Regions from separate parts of the Sus scrofa genome. Here region 1 is linked to region 2. The links are chromatin contacts, called in public Hi-C maps. All regions are on one chromosome and are shown on one strand. The core of a region is the stretch at or near the end of the contact, and the rest is flanking DNA. Distances in the headings are between cores, read along the strand shown. Region 1 overlaps C14H12orf49 (UPF0454 protein C12orf49 homolog). Region 2 overlaps C14H12orf49 (UPF0454 protein C12orf49 homolog).

What was found. A called contact is a pair of places that touch in the nucleus more often than the background predicts.
Region 1: a Hi-C map of skeletal muscle shows a contact between it and region 2, with 3 times the contacts expected there. The contact joins two enhancer-like sites. A contact is called at or near these places in 3 of 47 Hi-C or Micro-C datasets (embryonic fibroblasts, heart right ventricle and skeletal muscle) and 1 of 2 datasets of contacts at active chromatin or transcription factors (skeletal muscle).

Annotation. Positions count from the first base shown.
Region 1 is chr14:36,024,180-36,030,819 of Sscrofa11.1, reverse strand. All of the region lies in intron 5 of C14H12orf49 (UPF0454 protein C12orf49 homolog), which reads right to left. Among named protein-coding and RNA genes, the nearest start is that of MED13L, 34 kb to the left of the region's middle. Within about 2 kb of position 3,724, at least 23 of the 83 cell types and tissues checked have an H3K27ac peak or open chromatin away from gene starts, as enhancers often do. A contact at or near this core is called in skeletal muscle, where this site is marked.
Region 2 is chr14:35,945,092-35,952,133 of Sscrofa11.1, reverse strand. The region is part of intron 5 of C14H12orf49 (UPF0454 protein C12orf49 homolog); the gene reads right to left. Among named protein-coding and RNA genes, the nearest start is that of MED13L, 110 kb to the left of the region's middle. Within about 2 kb of position 4,578, at least 4 of the 83 cell types and tissues checked have an H3K27ac peak or open chromatin away from gene starts, as enhancers often do. A contact at or near this core is called in skeletal muscle, where this site is marked.

The DNA.
Region 1 (6,640 bases), core at 2,475-4,974, 80 kb before region 2:
GTAGGCTGTTATGATCCTCATTGTTTTCAAAAAAGGGTATGGGGTGGTAAAAAGATTTTTAAATTTTATAATAAACCCTGCAGAGTTGCAAAATCAGAAAGACCCTTGTTGAATAAATCATCTCATCATGTCCCCAAGTCGCAGGCTGACAAATGCCACCTCCTAAGGTTCAGAATCAAAGCCCTGGAACCTGGGAAGGTGATCTTATTGAAAAAAGGACCTTTGCAGATGTAACTTAAGTTAAGGACCTTGGGATAAGAAGAGTCCCTAGGAGTTCCCGTCGCGGCTCAGTGGTTAACGAAGCCGACTAGGAACCATGGGATTGGGGGTTCGATCCCTGGCCTTGCTCAGTGGGTTAAAGATCTGGAGTTGCTGTGAGCTGTGGTGTGGGTTGCAGATGCGGCTTGGATCCCGAGTTGCTGTGGCTGTGGTGTAGGCTGGTGGCTGCAGCTCCAATTAGACCCCTAGCCTGGGAACCTCCATATGCCGCAGGAGAGGCCGAAAGAAATAGCAAAAAGACAAACAAACAAACAAAAAACCAGAAGAGTTCCTAAGTGCAATACAAGTGTCCTTAGAAGAGAAGAGAAGGGGAGGGTCTCACACATGAAAAGCCCATGGGAAGACAGAGGCAGAGGCTGGAGCGATGTGACCACAAGACAAGGAAAGCCAGCAACCACCAGAAGCTGCAAGAGGCCAGGAAGGATCCTCCCCTAGAATCTTCAAAAAAAGCCTGGCCCTGCCAACACCTTCATTTCTGGCTTCCAGAACCAAGAGAAAATACCTTTCTGTTTTTTATGCACCCAGTCTGCAATCATTTGTTGCAGGCACCCCAGAAGACTAATATATCCTGTGGCATCTTTTTTTTTTTTTTTCCCTGTCTTTTGTCTCTTTAGGGCCGCACCCGTGGCATACGGAGGTTTCCAGGCTAGGGGTCTAATTGGAGCTGTAGCTGCTGGCCTACACCACAGCTCACGGCAATGCCAGATCCTTAACCCACTGAGCGAGGCCAGGGATCGAACCCACAACCTCATGGTTCCTAGTCAGATCATTTCCACCATGCCACAATGGGAACTCCCCTATGGCATCTTTAATGGGGAGTGCAATTCCTTGCCTCACCGGGGAATTCTGAGAATGAAGGAGGCGAATCTGTGGAGGTTTCTGGCCTTGAGCTGTTTGGGGAGAAGCCAGCAAGGGCCCCTCATAGCCTGATCATTAAGAACAGACAGATTGGGGTTCAAATTCTTACTTCCGTTTTAACAGCTGTGCAATCGTGGACAGGGGACTCCACCTCTCTGAACTTCAGTTTCTTCATATATAAAGCAGGAGTAGTAATATTCCTACCTCGCGAGATAATGGGATGATTTGGAAAATATATCTGATGTGCCTGGTATGCAGAAAATGCTACAATGACTCTTTTGGGGAAATCCAACTGGCTTCTCACACAAGCTGAGAGGCTGATGTGGTCATGGAGGGACTGTGGCCGTGGGGAACCCACAAAGCTAAATGGCGTGAGTTGGGTTGAACTCGTGGCCATTCCTGGTTAGCATGGCTATTTTTCTCCTGAAGGAAAAGCCTGGCTGTCCTGGAGTGCCTTGTGAGATAGCCCACACTCAGGGATCCTGCTTTCTTGTTCCTGCTAAAATTGAAGGGGACAGAAAGCCTTAAAAGTCAACCCCATGCTCCCAAAGGGTTGCTCTGTGTCTGCCAGGAACCTTCTAAAGGCAGCGACTTCTAAACAAGCAATACTGACTCCAAGGCTGTTTCTGCCCCTGCTTCCCGAGTCTGTCTGGGCTCAGAAGACCCCGCCATCCATGACCCTCCTACTTACTGCCTAGAAGGGGCACATCCTTTCCACTCAGTTAAAAGGACATTTTTCCGGGAGTTCCCGTCGTGGCGCAGTGGTTAACGAATCCGACTAGGAACCATGAGGTTTCGGGTTCGGTCCCTGCCCTTGCTCAGTGGGTTAACGATCCGGCGTTGCCGTGAGCTGTGGTGTAGGTTGCAGACACGGCTCGTATCCCGCGTTGCTGTGGCTCTGGCGTAGGTCAGTGGCTGGGGCTCTGATTCGACCCCTAGCCTGGGAACCTCCATGTGCCACGGGAGCGGCCCAAAGAAATAGCAAAAAGACAAAAAAAATAAAAATAAAAAAAAAATAAAAGGACATTTTTCCAATGAGAGCAGGTCATATTTCAGACTGCATTGCCAGGGTATCAGGAGCCAGTAAAAGGGGGCATTTAACACCGTATTTATTTTGACTGGCAAAACAGGTCATGGCTGTAAAAGAAACAGCTCTTGAGAATGAGGCAGCCTCGTCGACTCTGGGCTCACTCTTTCTACCCACACACACACTGTTTAAAGCATTCCAGAGCTGCTGCCAACTTTCCTGGCAGAGCTCTTATTTCTTTACATGTATGTTGCATTCCATCTGGTTAATGTGCTCTCTGTGCCATTCGTGGATTTTGGCAAGGCCTGGCAAGGTGGCCTGGCATGCTGAGGCTTGTTCTAAGCAAAGCAGGGCAGGAGGTAGAGGGAGGCTGGAGGCCAATGGAGGGGTCCCGTTTCCCCTTTGGCTCATGGGGGCCTGGAGTTGCAAACACTGAAGGGGAGTCACAGAGCAGTTTTCTTCCAGATGTGGCTGAGTCATGTGCATGCCACTCCTGCTGTTCACCCTTTGAGGGGACTTGGGGGGGTGCACTTTTACAGTTTCTGATGCGTGGCCAGAAAAGTTAAAGCATTGAAGAAAGGTAACAGTGGGGAAATCAACTCATACTCATGAATCTGGGGTTTCCCTAGAAACCTTTAGAGGCGAAGGCCAGAAAACGCCAACACCTGGATCCGATAGGCCCAAGGCCTAAAGAAAACTGAACTCAATCTTTACATTATTCTCAAGAACCATTAAGTACTTGGTTGGAGAAGCTGAGGTGACGTGCTGTGATTTGGATCCTATTTCATCCACTTGGAAGACAGGAAAGCCAGGTTTACGCACCGCCAAAACATCTGGTGAAGTCAGTTAAAAAGAAAATGTACCACTCCGGTTGGGGGTAGGTGGGGGTGGGTGGAGGTGGGGATAAAACCCTTTAGAAACAGTTGTTGGGTATTGGGTGACGAAAAGCATTCCATTGATTGACTCAAATGTTCACTTTTCCATCGATTCCTGTTGAGTCAAGAGCTTCGGGATGGGGAAACAACGAAGACTCTGGGCAATGAAAGAAAGATTATAGGGTTAAAAGACACAGAAAAGTTCTCACCTTTAGAAAGAGTGTGAGTGCACTTATTTTTTTTTGAGTTCAGCCAAGAGTGTGAACAGAATCCCCCTGTTAAATGGAATTCCTGGGAGTTCCTACTGTGGTGGAATGGGAATGGCGTCGTTTCTGCAGTGACTCAGCCACTGCACTGGTGAGGGTTCGATCCCCAGCCCGTTGCAGTGCAGCTGCAGCTCAGATTGGATTCCCTGGTCTGGGAACTTCCTTATGCCGAGGAGCAGCCAAAAAAAAAAAAAAAAAAGAAGAAGAAGGAAGAAATGGAATTCTTCACCTGAATCAGGAGGAGATGACATGGTACAGGAAAAAAATAAGATACGGGCTCCTAATAAGAAACAGCCACATGTGGAATAAAATTAGTGTGAGTTGTGTAATCCCAGTTGGCCAGTTGTAAGAACAGGGAGGAGAAAGGAGCATAGGGAACATGTTTCAGATGTGATTCAACAGGTCCTGGAGCCCGTCCTGACCCTCTGGGTTGGAATTTCTGACTCCCTTCTCTGCCTTGACTCAGAAAAGGAAACCGTATCCTGACCGCTCATTTCTTTTTATAGAATTAAACTTTCTTGCCAACTTCCTCCAGAGCACAAGATCATCTCTCGTAGTCTCTAAACAATACGCCAATCATCAGGTGGAAGCGAGGGGGAGCACTGACCTGTTCGCCCCAAACATCACCCAGGCCCCGAGCAGAAGATAAACGGGAACAGTTTGGCTTTCGTACCCGGCCTGGTAAATACAACATGTTCTCACAGGTTGGAAAACCGTCTGGCTCATCTTTGTACTTTCTCTTCTTTCTCTCACTTCTTCCGACTTGGATCTCATCATTCGGCTCTGACGTGGGCCAAGTTCACATTTGCCAGTTACCGAATGGATAATGGGTGGTTTGTAAGATTAGTAATAGGCTCGGGATGAGGAGTCAGGCAGCCAAGTGTATACTGTGTGCGTACTGAAATAATGTCTCTTGATCTTGACTTCCCACCCAGCCCTGATTGGCTGGCCACATGTTGATAGGAATCAAGGGGGATGGGAACAAAATGCCTTAGTTCCCATTCATTCGGTCGCCATATTTGCACCAGCCACAAAATCCCCACGATAGTTCCTTGCCCTGGAAAACCAGCTAGTGGGGGGTTGTTTCCTGGGAGTAAGGTACACTGGAGCTTGGAAGCCCAAAGGCACCATTAATAGAATGCAAAGAGTTTAGTAGTCCCTCATTAAAAATGGATTTTGTTTTCAATGCTTTGAGGACAGAACAGTGAAGTTGGAAACCGTGCTTGTAATTGGGAGCAGGTCTCCTGCCAGATTCTAACAGCTTCAAGGGATATCCAGTTTTAGGTTTACAGTACTACATTCTGGCTCATTGAAACTGCATCTAAACGTTGCCAGAATGTGTCATAAACTACAAAATCTGTACAGAAATATATCGACATAATGGCTCTGTAGCCTTAAGTCAGTGGGGTTGGGGAGCAGCGCTTGTCCCCAGCAGGGTTGTTCTTGCTCTGTCTCTTGGCAGACTTGGGGCACCTGGGACAATGATCATTCACGGGAGTCTGACCCTGGTCTGACCAGTTTGCTCAGCTGCTTAGAACGCCATGCTAAAGAACTCTGGACACAAAGCATCTTCTTTCAGATCCTCCACTGTCTAAGCTCCCTCCTGCCTCTGAGCCTTTGCTCATGCTATTCCCCCTGCCAGGAACCCTATTTTCCCAGCTTATTCCTAATCCAGCCCTCAGTTTACAGGCTGATTTTTCATGGAAGTCTTCCCTGACCCCTCAGACTGGGTTCCTTTGTTTGAATTCATTTGGGCTGCTGTAACAAAAATCCTATAGACTAAGTGGCTTAAACAACAAACACGTACTTCACACAGTTCTGGAGGCTGGGAGACCCAAGATCAAGGCAGAGTCAGTGTCTGGTGAGGGCTCACTTCGTGGTTCATAAATCGCCAACTTCTTGCTGTGTCCTCACCGGATGGAAGGGGTGAAGGAGCTCTCTGGGGTCTCTTTTATAAAGGGACTAACCCCATCTATAAGGACTCTGCCTTCCAATTGCCTCCTAAAGACCCTACCACCCAATACCTTCACATTGAGGGGTTAGGATTTCAGCATAAGAATTTGGGGGGGACGACACAAACATTCATTCAGTCCATGGCAACAGTACTTATCAAAACTGTCACTTAAAACTTCTATTTTCTGGGCGTTCCCATAGTAGCTCAGCAGAAATAAATCTGACTAGCATCCATGAAGACGCAGGTTTGATCCCTGGCCTTGCTCAGTGGGTTAAGGATCTGGCGTTGCTGTGAGCTGTGGTGTAGGTTGCAGATGCAGTTCAGATCCCGTGTTGCTGTTGCTATGGCTGTGGTGGAGGCCGGCAGCTGCAGCTCCGATTTGACCCCTAACCTGGGAACTTCCATATGCCACTGGTGCAGCCCTAAAAAAAAAAAAATAGAAAAAAAAAAAAATCCCAACTTCTATTTTCTATCTGATAGCAGTGTAACTTCTCAGACTATAATGTGCAGACAAATCACCTGAGATTGCGTTAGATGGCAGATTCTGATTCAGCTGATCTGGAGCAGGGCCTGAGAACCTGCATTTCTTTTTTTTTTTTGTCTTTTGTCTTTTGTTGTTGTTGTTGTTGTTGTTGTTGTTGCTATTTCTTGGGCCGCTCCCATGGCATATGGAGGTTCCCAGGCTAGGGGTCCAATCGGAGCTGTAGCCACCGGCCTGCGCCAGAGCCACAGCAACGCGGGATCCGAGCCACGTCTGCAACCTACACCACAGCTCACGGCAACGCCGGATCGTTAACCCACTGAGCAAGGGCAGGGACCGAACCCGAAACCTCGTGGTTCCTAGTCGGATTCGTTAACCACTGCGCCACGACGGGAACTCCAGAACCTGCATTTCTAACAAGCTCCCAGGTGATGCTGATGCTGCCTCTGAGCTACACCCTGAGTGCAATGGTACCAACCTCTCTCAATCACAGTTCCATGAGAAAAAAGCCTGACAGAACATGAGCTGTTCTACTATTTTCTTTCTTTCTTTCTTTTTTTTTTTTTTTTGTCTTTTTGCCTCTTGTAGGGCCGCACCCGCGGCATATGGAGATTCCCAGGCTAGGGGTCTAATCGGAGCTGTAGCCGCTGGCCTACACCACAGCCACAGCAATGCAAGACCCGAGCAACCTACATCACAGCTCATGGCAATGCTGGATCCTTAACCCACTGAGCAAGGCCAAGGATCGAACCTGCAACCTCATGGTTCCTAGTCAGATTGGTTAACCACTGAGCCATGACGGGAACTCCTGTTCTACTATTTTCTCAGTTCTCCTAAGGATGATGCTTAACTAGCTGTAAGATGTATAAAGAACCAGCAATAACTGCTAGCTGGTTCTTG
Region 2 (7,042 bases), core at 3,329-5,828:
CCTGGCAACTAAAATTGTGTAGACTGGAGCCCAGTTTTCTTTTCCCGGGGCCACAAGAAGCTAGCTCCACCCAACATATGCCAAGGAGAGGGGGAAGCTTGGAGCGGGGGCTGGGGAGGTGGGATGAAACAATGCTATCTAAGAAGAGATCAGTTCCTCTTTCTCCTTCTTAAGGAAGAACTGCTGCACAGACACAGAGAGATCCTGGAGACAGGACCAGTCTGACACGTAAACAGAGTAGCAGTCATGCAATGGAGATGACTGAAGGGGCAGAGAGAATGGCCCACCTCATCCCCAAATCCCCCACAGGCCAGTCACTGCATCTGAGATCTCCACCATTCAATCTGCTCCCAAAGGTCCCAGGAAATGTGATCCGTCAACTTATTTACACTCATCCAACATCTCTTTAGTGCCTACTGCATACAGACCATTGTGGGAGGAAGATTCACTCATGTTTGGGAATTTACAAGGTACTTGAACAGTTAATTTGATCATCATGGTAATGCTATGAAGTAGGTATTTATGATTCTCCCCATTTTGTAGAAGAGTAAACTGAGCCCCCATGAGGTTAAGGGTTAAGGGACTTTTTGCAAGTCAAGCATGTAGTAAGTAGTAGAGCCAGAAAGCAAGCAACTTTGTCTGCCTCCAAGTTCTTGGTGTTTTGTTTTTGTTTTGTCATGCCCACTGCTCTCAAGAAGTTTACAGAAAACAGACAAGTCAGCCAATTGAGAAAATAGTCAAGGGCTTTCAAACTTGGATCCCTGGTGCTCTAGGGGTCCATTGGGTGCTGGGAAGTGGGAGAGGGTTGACAGGTGGGTGGCACTGGGCCTTGGGCTCCCTAGACATGGCGACCATATCTTCTACCCTTTCTTCTGTCTCTGGAGCTACAAGCTGTTTGATTTTCCAGGAGAGATAATACAGTAGGAAAACCAAACAAGACTGTCTTGAATACCTATTGTGCATCATGCCTGGGGTGGTGGGGGTGGGGTGGGGGGAGCCACTTTGGGGAGTTTAAGGGGAGCTTATAGAACAACCCACTTGTGAAAACTTGAAAAGCAATAAAAAATTAAATAACAGCTCAATTCAGCAACAGATGAGTTGTCCCACGGCCACATCTGGTTCCCTAATTAATTGCTTCAGCAGTGACTTGGGTGGTCAAGAAAGAGCCAGGATCTGTTTAGCTCAGTAACCCAGCACCGCCCATCATCAGCACAAGGAGCTGGAGCCTGGAGCGATGAAACCCCAGCCGGCCGGGCAGGTTGGGACGGGAGGAGACAGGAAGAAAGGGACTCTGTGGGAGGTGGTGAGGACTGGTGAAGCCTCTCAGAATGGGAGGACAGCACCAAAAGCCGGGTACCTCTCCACAGTGACTGCAGGTCTGCTCGCCCTCAATGAGAACTCACCCCTTGGAAAGCTCTGCCATCCCTTCGGCACCTCCTGAAGCAGCCCCTGCTACTGGCTTGCCCACTGGACCCTGCTGGACAGAGACCAAACACCAGTCGGTCCTGCAGGCTGAGTGGAAACCCCTGCCCTTGCCTCTCTGGAACTGAAATACATGGATGATAACAGCCACCTGACGGGGCTGCCTAGATAGTGAACTGGATACTGCATAGCCTTTATGGGCTGGCATCATTAGTTGCTGGCACATGGCAAGTTCTCAATAAATGTTATTGGCTACTCTCTGCAGCTACATTTAACATGGGCAACCTGGGAACAAGCTGGTCTTGGTTTTTACTCACTCACTTAACAAGCATTTAATGGGCACCTACTCTGTGCCAGGTACTGCGCTGGGAGCTGAGGCCAGAGATTGAGAAGTTCATTTTCCTTAAGTAGCTCCTGGTCTACTGGGGAGGCGGAGAGCAGACAATCCCAGTTCGGTTAAGAACTGGAACATCTGCTTGGTAACAATGAGTCTAGTTCACACTTATTGAGTGCTTGGCATGTACCAGTTATAATGCACTTTACATGCATTATTATCTCATGTGATCTCTATGAGGCAGGATTTGATCCTTCCTTTTCCAGATTGGGAAGCTGAGGCTCTGAAAGGCCAGGTCTTCAGCCAAGGACACGTGACCCAAAGGTGGCATAAAGCCTTAGTTATTATTGATTTTTTTTTGGGGGGGAGGGGTCTTTTTAGGGCCATACCAGCAGCATATGGAGGTTCCCCATATGCTAGGGGTCGAATCAGAGCTGTAGTTGCTGGCCTACACCACAGCCACAGCAATGCAGGATCTGGGCCACGTCTGCAAACTACACCACAGCTCACGGCAATGCTGGATCCTTAACCCACTGAACGAGGCCAGGGATCGAACCCACATCCTCATGGATATTAGTTTCGTTACCACTGAACCGCGACAGGAGCCCCAGCTATTATTGATTATTATAGAAGTCCTTGCTTTTGCGTGGTTCTGATACGCATGAACTTCAGTTACCAAGTTTAAAACAATAACACTAGCTGCCCCTCCCCAACATGGTTCAAATTTCACTGATCATGGCATAGTAAGTGTGAGTGATTGCCCAAAGTACAAACTTTGCTGCTAGCTCTTCAGTCCCCAGATCACTGTGTAAATAACTGATGTGTGTCACAGTCAGTGACACATCACGTCACTTCTTTCCAAGTCTGTTGGTGAGTGGTCACTGAGCATCTGCCATTCAGTTCATATATATGGACAGCTGAGTGTGTACCTGTGTTGCCTCCCTGTCTCTCAGTGATAACCGGCGTGACATTTTGCACAAATAGATAATACAAAGAAAGGACTGGTCAACAAAGATGAAAGTGCAGGGCAGCAAAAACATGAAAGAGTAAAGCTGGAAATGAGATTTAAATCAAACTTCAGAGGGGTTTGTCATTGGAGAACACCAGGAGTTGGGGTTCTCTCTCCAGAGAGAAAGAAATAATAGAAGATGACATGTCAGGTACAACATACAGATATGAAATATATGCTCTCAATAGACAGACAGATAGATAGATAGATAGAGTGGTAGATAGATAGAGTGGTAGATAGGTGGACAGACAGATAGAGAGATGGATGGATGGACAGATAGATAAAGGAGTAAGTCCAAACAGGGTATGCTGGTAGGTTGGAGACAGAGTTGATGCTGCAGCTTGAGTCTAAAAGCCATTTTCTAGCGGAATTCTCTCTTCCTTGGGGAAGGTCAGTCTTTTTATATTAAGGCCTTCGACTGATTGGGTGAGGCCCACCCACATTAAGGCCGGTGATCTGCTTTACTCAAAGTCCACAGTCTAAATATTAATCGCATCTGAAAAATACCTTCACAAAAGTACCTGAATGTTTGACCAAATACCTGGGTACCCTGGCCCAACCAAATTGCCATAACATTAACCTTGAGAAGATTATACGTTTATAGAACAAATAGATGATCACAGGAATGTTGACACTGTCTCCATTTAAGAGGCTCTAGATCTGCTGCCAGAGGAAGATAGATTTACTGACATAAAGAGGGAAGTGGTTGGGAGTTTCTGTGGTGGCTCAGTGGTTAATGAATCTGACTAGGAACCATGAGGTTGCAGGTTTGATCCCTGGCTTTGCTCAATGGGTTAAGGATCCGGCGCTGCCATGAGCTGTGGTGTAGGAGGCAGATGTAGCTCGGATCCCGCGTTTCTGTGGCTCTGGTGTAGGCTGGTGGTTATAGCTCTGGTTAGACCCCTAGCCTGGGAACCTCCATGTGCCACGGGAGCGGCTCTAGAAAAGGCAAAAAGACAAAAAAAAAAAAAAAAAAAAAAAAAAAAGAGGGAAGTGGTTGTGACGAAAAGGATGAAGATATCTCAGAGGAAGTGAGGCCGGCAGGAACTCGGAGATATTTCATGACATTGAAAGCACAAAGGATAAAATGTTGGAAACTGATCCGAACTTAGAAAGGAAGACGACAATTTGCCAAGGCATATAAAAGATACTCTCTCTGTATTATTAGTTAGCCAGAAGAAGAAGGCAAGCGCTATTCAAACTACGCTCGATAATTTTTACACATGGAAATACAACACTTCAGTTCTCAGTGTTTCCAGTGGCCTAAAGTATACTAAATACATGTGAGTTTTACTAGTTTTTCATTTCCTTAAACATTTATAACTGACAGTGAGAGAGTTTTCAATGTTTTGACAAAAATGTTAAAGGTCACAGAATAATCTTATTTTATCGCATTGATTTTTAAGCTAGTTCTGCACAATTTCAGCTTGCACGTTCTCTGCAGTCTGCACAACCATGCAAAGCAAGGACTGTCTGCTTTATTTGTAACATCACCATCATCATGATCATCAGCTTCACCATCATCTCCACCAGGCGGGCCTGGCAAACGCCCGGGATGCCGGGCCAGGTGTCAAGTTCCTTTTGACACATTTTCTGACTCTGGACAGGGGGGCCTCATGCAAAATCCCATGCTCCGGCCAACCTCATCCTCCCTCTGCAGGGGTTTTGGGATTCTCTACAGCCTCAGGAAGTTCCCAAGGAGGAGAGCTCAGTTTACACACCAATAAAAATAACTCAGGGGTGATAAATGTCTCCAGGACAAGCCGCCCTTACGCAACCTGCCTTGATTTCAAAAGCCCCACATGGCACCAGGATACAACTCGGACTGCGATGGACACCCTGGCTGACAGCACAGGGACGCCCTCCCTGTGGGCACAATGTCTGGGGACAAGTGACTCTGGCAGATGTGGGGTGATTCATTCACAACACAAGGCACACAGAAATAGCACATCAATTGATTGGCTTAAATACTGATATTTCTTGTTTGCTTTCTATTTTTGGTAAGGTATGTAAGTAATAGATGGTCTTAGAAGAAAACTCAAAATACAACATAGGCCAAAAGGAAAAAAAAAATCAAAACCACCCATAGCACAAGCACCAAAGAACACGGCTCTTGCCTTTCACCCCTTCAGAGTTTTATGGAAGCTCTGTACCAAGAGCACAGGGTTCAGAACTTCAGGACACAGACTCTGGAGCCACTGAGTAAGATTGCTGCATACATAGAGGGTTTCTGTTTTCTCTCCACTACAAAAAGAAGGCAAGAGGAAACCACAAGTCTGTTCTCTATGTCCATGAATTTGCTTCTGTTCCGTAGATAGGTTCATTTGTGCCATATTTTCAATTCCATGTATAAGTGATATCATATGGTATTTGTCTTTCTCTTTCTGACTTCACTTAATATGAAAATCTTGAGTTCTATCCATGTTGTAGCAAATGGCATTATTTTGTTCTTTTTATGGCTGAGTAATATTCTGGGGGAGCAGGAGGGAGTGGGATAGACTGGGAGTTTGAGGTTACTAGATGCAAACTATTGCATTTGGAGTGGATAAGCAATGAGATCTTGCTGTATAGCACAGGGAACTATATCTAAGCACTTATGGAGGAACACGATAGAAGATAGTATGAGAAAAAGAATGTGTATGTATATATATGTATAATTCGGTCACTTTGCTGTACAGCAAAAATTGACAGAACATTGTAAATCAACTATAATAAAAAAATTTTAAAAATAAACAAAACAAAAAAAGAAGGCAAGAGGAAGCCCTTGTGGATTAAGTCTTTGTGTACATCCTTTGTTTTTTCTTTAGGATAAATTCTTGGGAGTGCAACTTCAGTGTCAAAGAGGCCACACATTTGTTCATTCCTTTGCCAGTCAGGAAACTGTTTAAAATGGGCTACCTGGGATTTCTGCTCAAATGGGAACTGGCAGCCTAACCCACCATCAGAGAGGGGAGGCCCAGGAGGGCTAAGTCTCTCATCTAGGGCCCATGATACCTGTCAGCTCCATGAGGGCAGGGATGGTGTCTGCCCTGCTCACTGCTGTGTCCCTGCTTCCCCAATGACTGAATCAACTCAGAAGAAGAACCAGAATTTTCTAGAACCAACTGGAGCCCTGAAGCCTCCAGGTGCTTCTGCTAATCGCTCTCTTAGAGATACCATGCTGGATTCTTTCACCACACAGGCTTTGTTAGATTCTGTAATGAATAAAATATTAGCCAACACACTTCAAAGAGAAAAGGAGGGCGCGAGAAACCCCCCAGAAAAGGCACACAGGAACAAAGCAAGCCAGCTATGAGAGGCGAAAATAAATAAACGCATCATTTGTATTGTCATTTGATTGACACGTCTTGAATCATTTATGGCGAGCTCCACCTCTTTCTAATAATATGGAAATCGGGAACGTGTTGCTTTCAGTTATGATTATGAGTGAGTTTCAGAGAATGTTCTCAGGTGAGGGAGACAGATGTTGGTGGTGGCACAGCCATTGAGGTGCACAGTGATTTATGGGTTTCAGTGGGCAGCCACCATGGGTTTCCTGCAGTGTGGTAGCCTCTGATGTGTGGTCAGAGAGGAAAATGTTACTTGTCCTTATAAAAAATGATCACCCAGTCATCCAACATTCATCAAGCACCCACTATGCACCAAGCACTGTTTGAGTGCCAGGACTCTGCAGAACTCCTCATTCACTTTGCTGGGACAAAATGCTTCATGAACACCTACTGTGTGCTGAGTGCCATTCTGGATGCTGTGCCAATAGAAAGTCAACAAAAGATTCTGGAGAGCAAGACAGATGCAGAAACAAGTAGCCACCTCTCCACCTGAGTAGGGCTTATTCTTTTAAAATCATGTTTCCTGTGCATCAAGTACTTGGATTCTCCTGGAAGTCTTAGAGGCCACAGGCTTGAGGAGTCTTCTAGACTCAGACTGACCTGGCTTGGGTGCCTGACTCTGCCACTTACTGTGGAAAGTGACTCACCCTTCCCAGCCTCCTTTTCCTCATCTACAAAAGGGAGTGCTGCCAGATGAGATGCCTTGTTAGTATAAGTATATCCCAACTATTATATGGGGGTATACTTATACTATAAAATATTACTCACTGTTCCTCTGAAACTCCAGCTGGACTGAGTGTCTGTTGTTTTTGCTTTTCACTAAATTTGGCAATCCTAGAAGGGAAAACTGATGGTTTCTGATGGATGCCTCTCAAGGGTAGTCAATACTCTCAGTTACTCCCAGAGCAGCAGAGAGGGGGGCCACATTGGCCCTGTGAAGGGATTCTA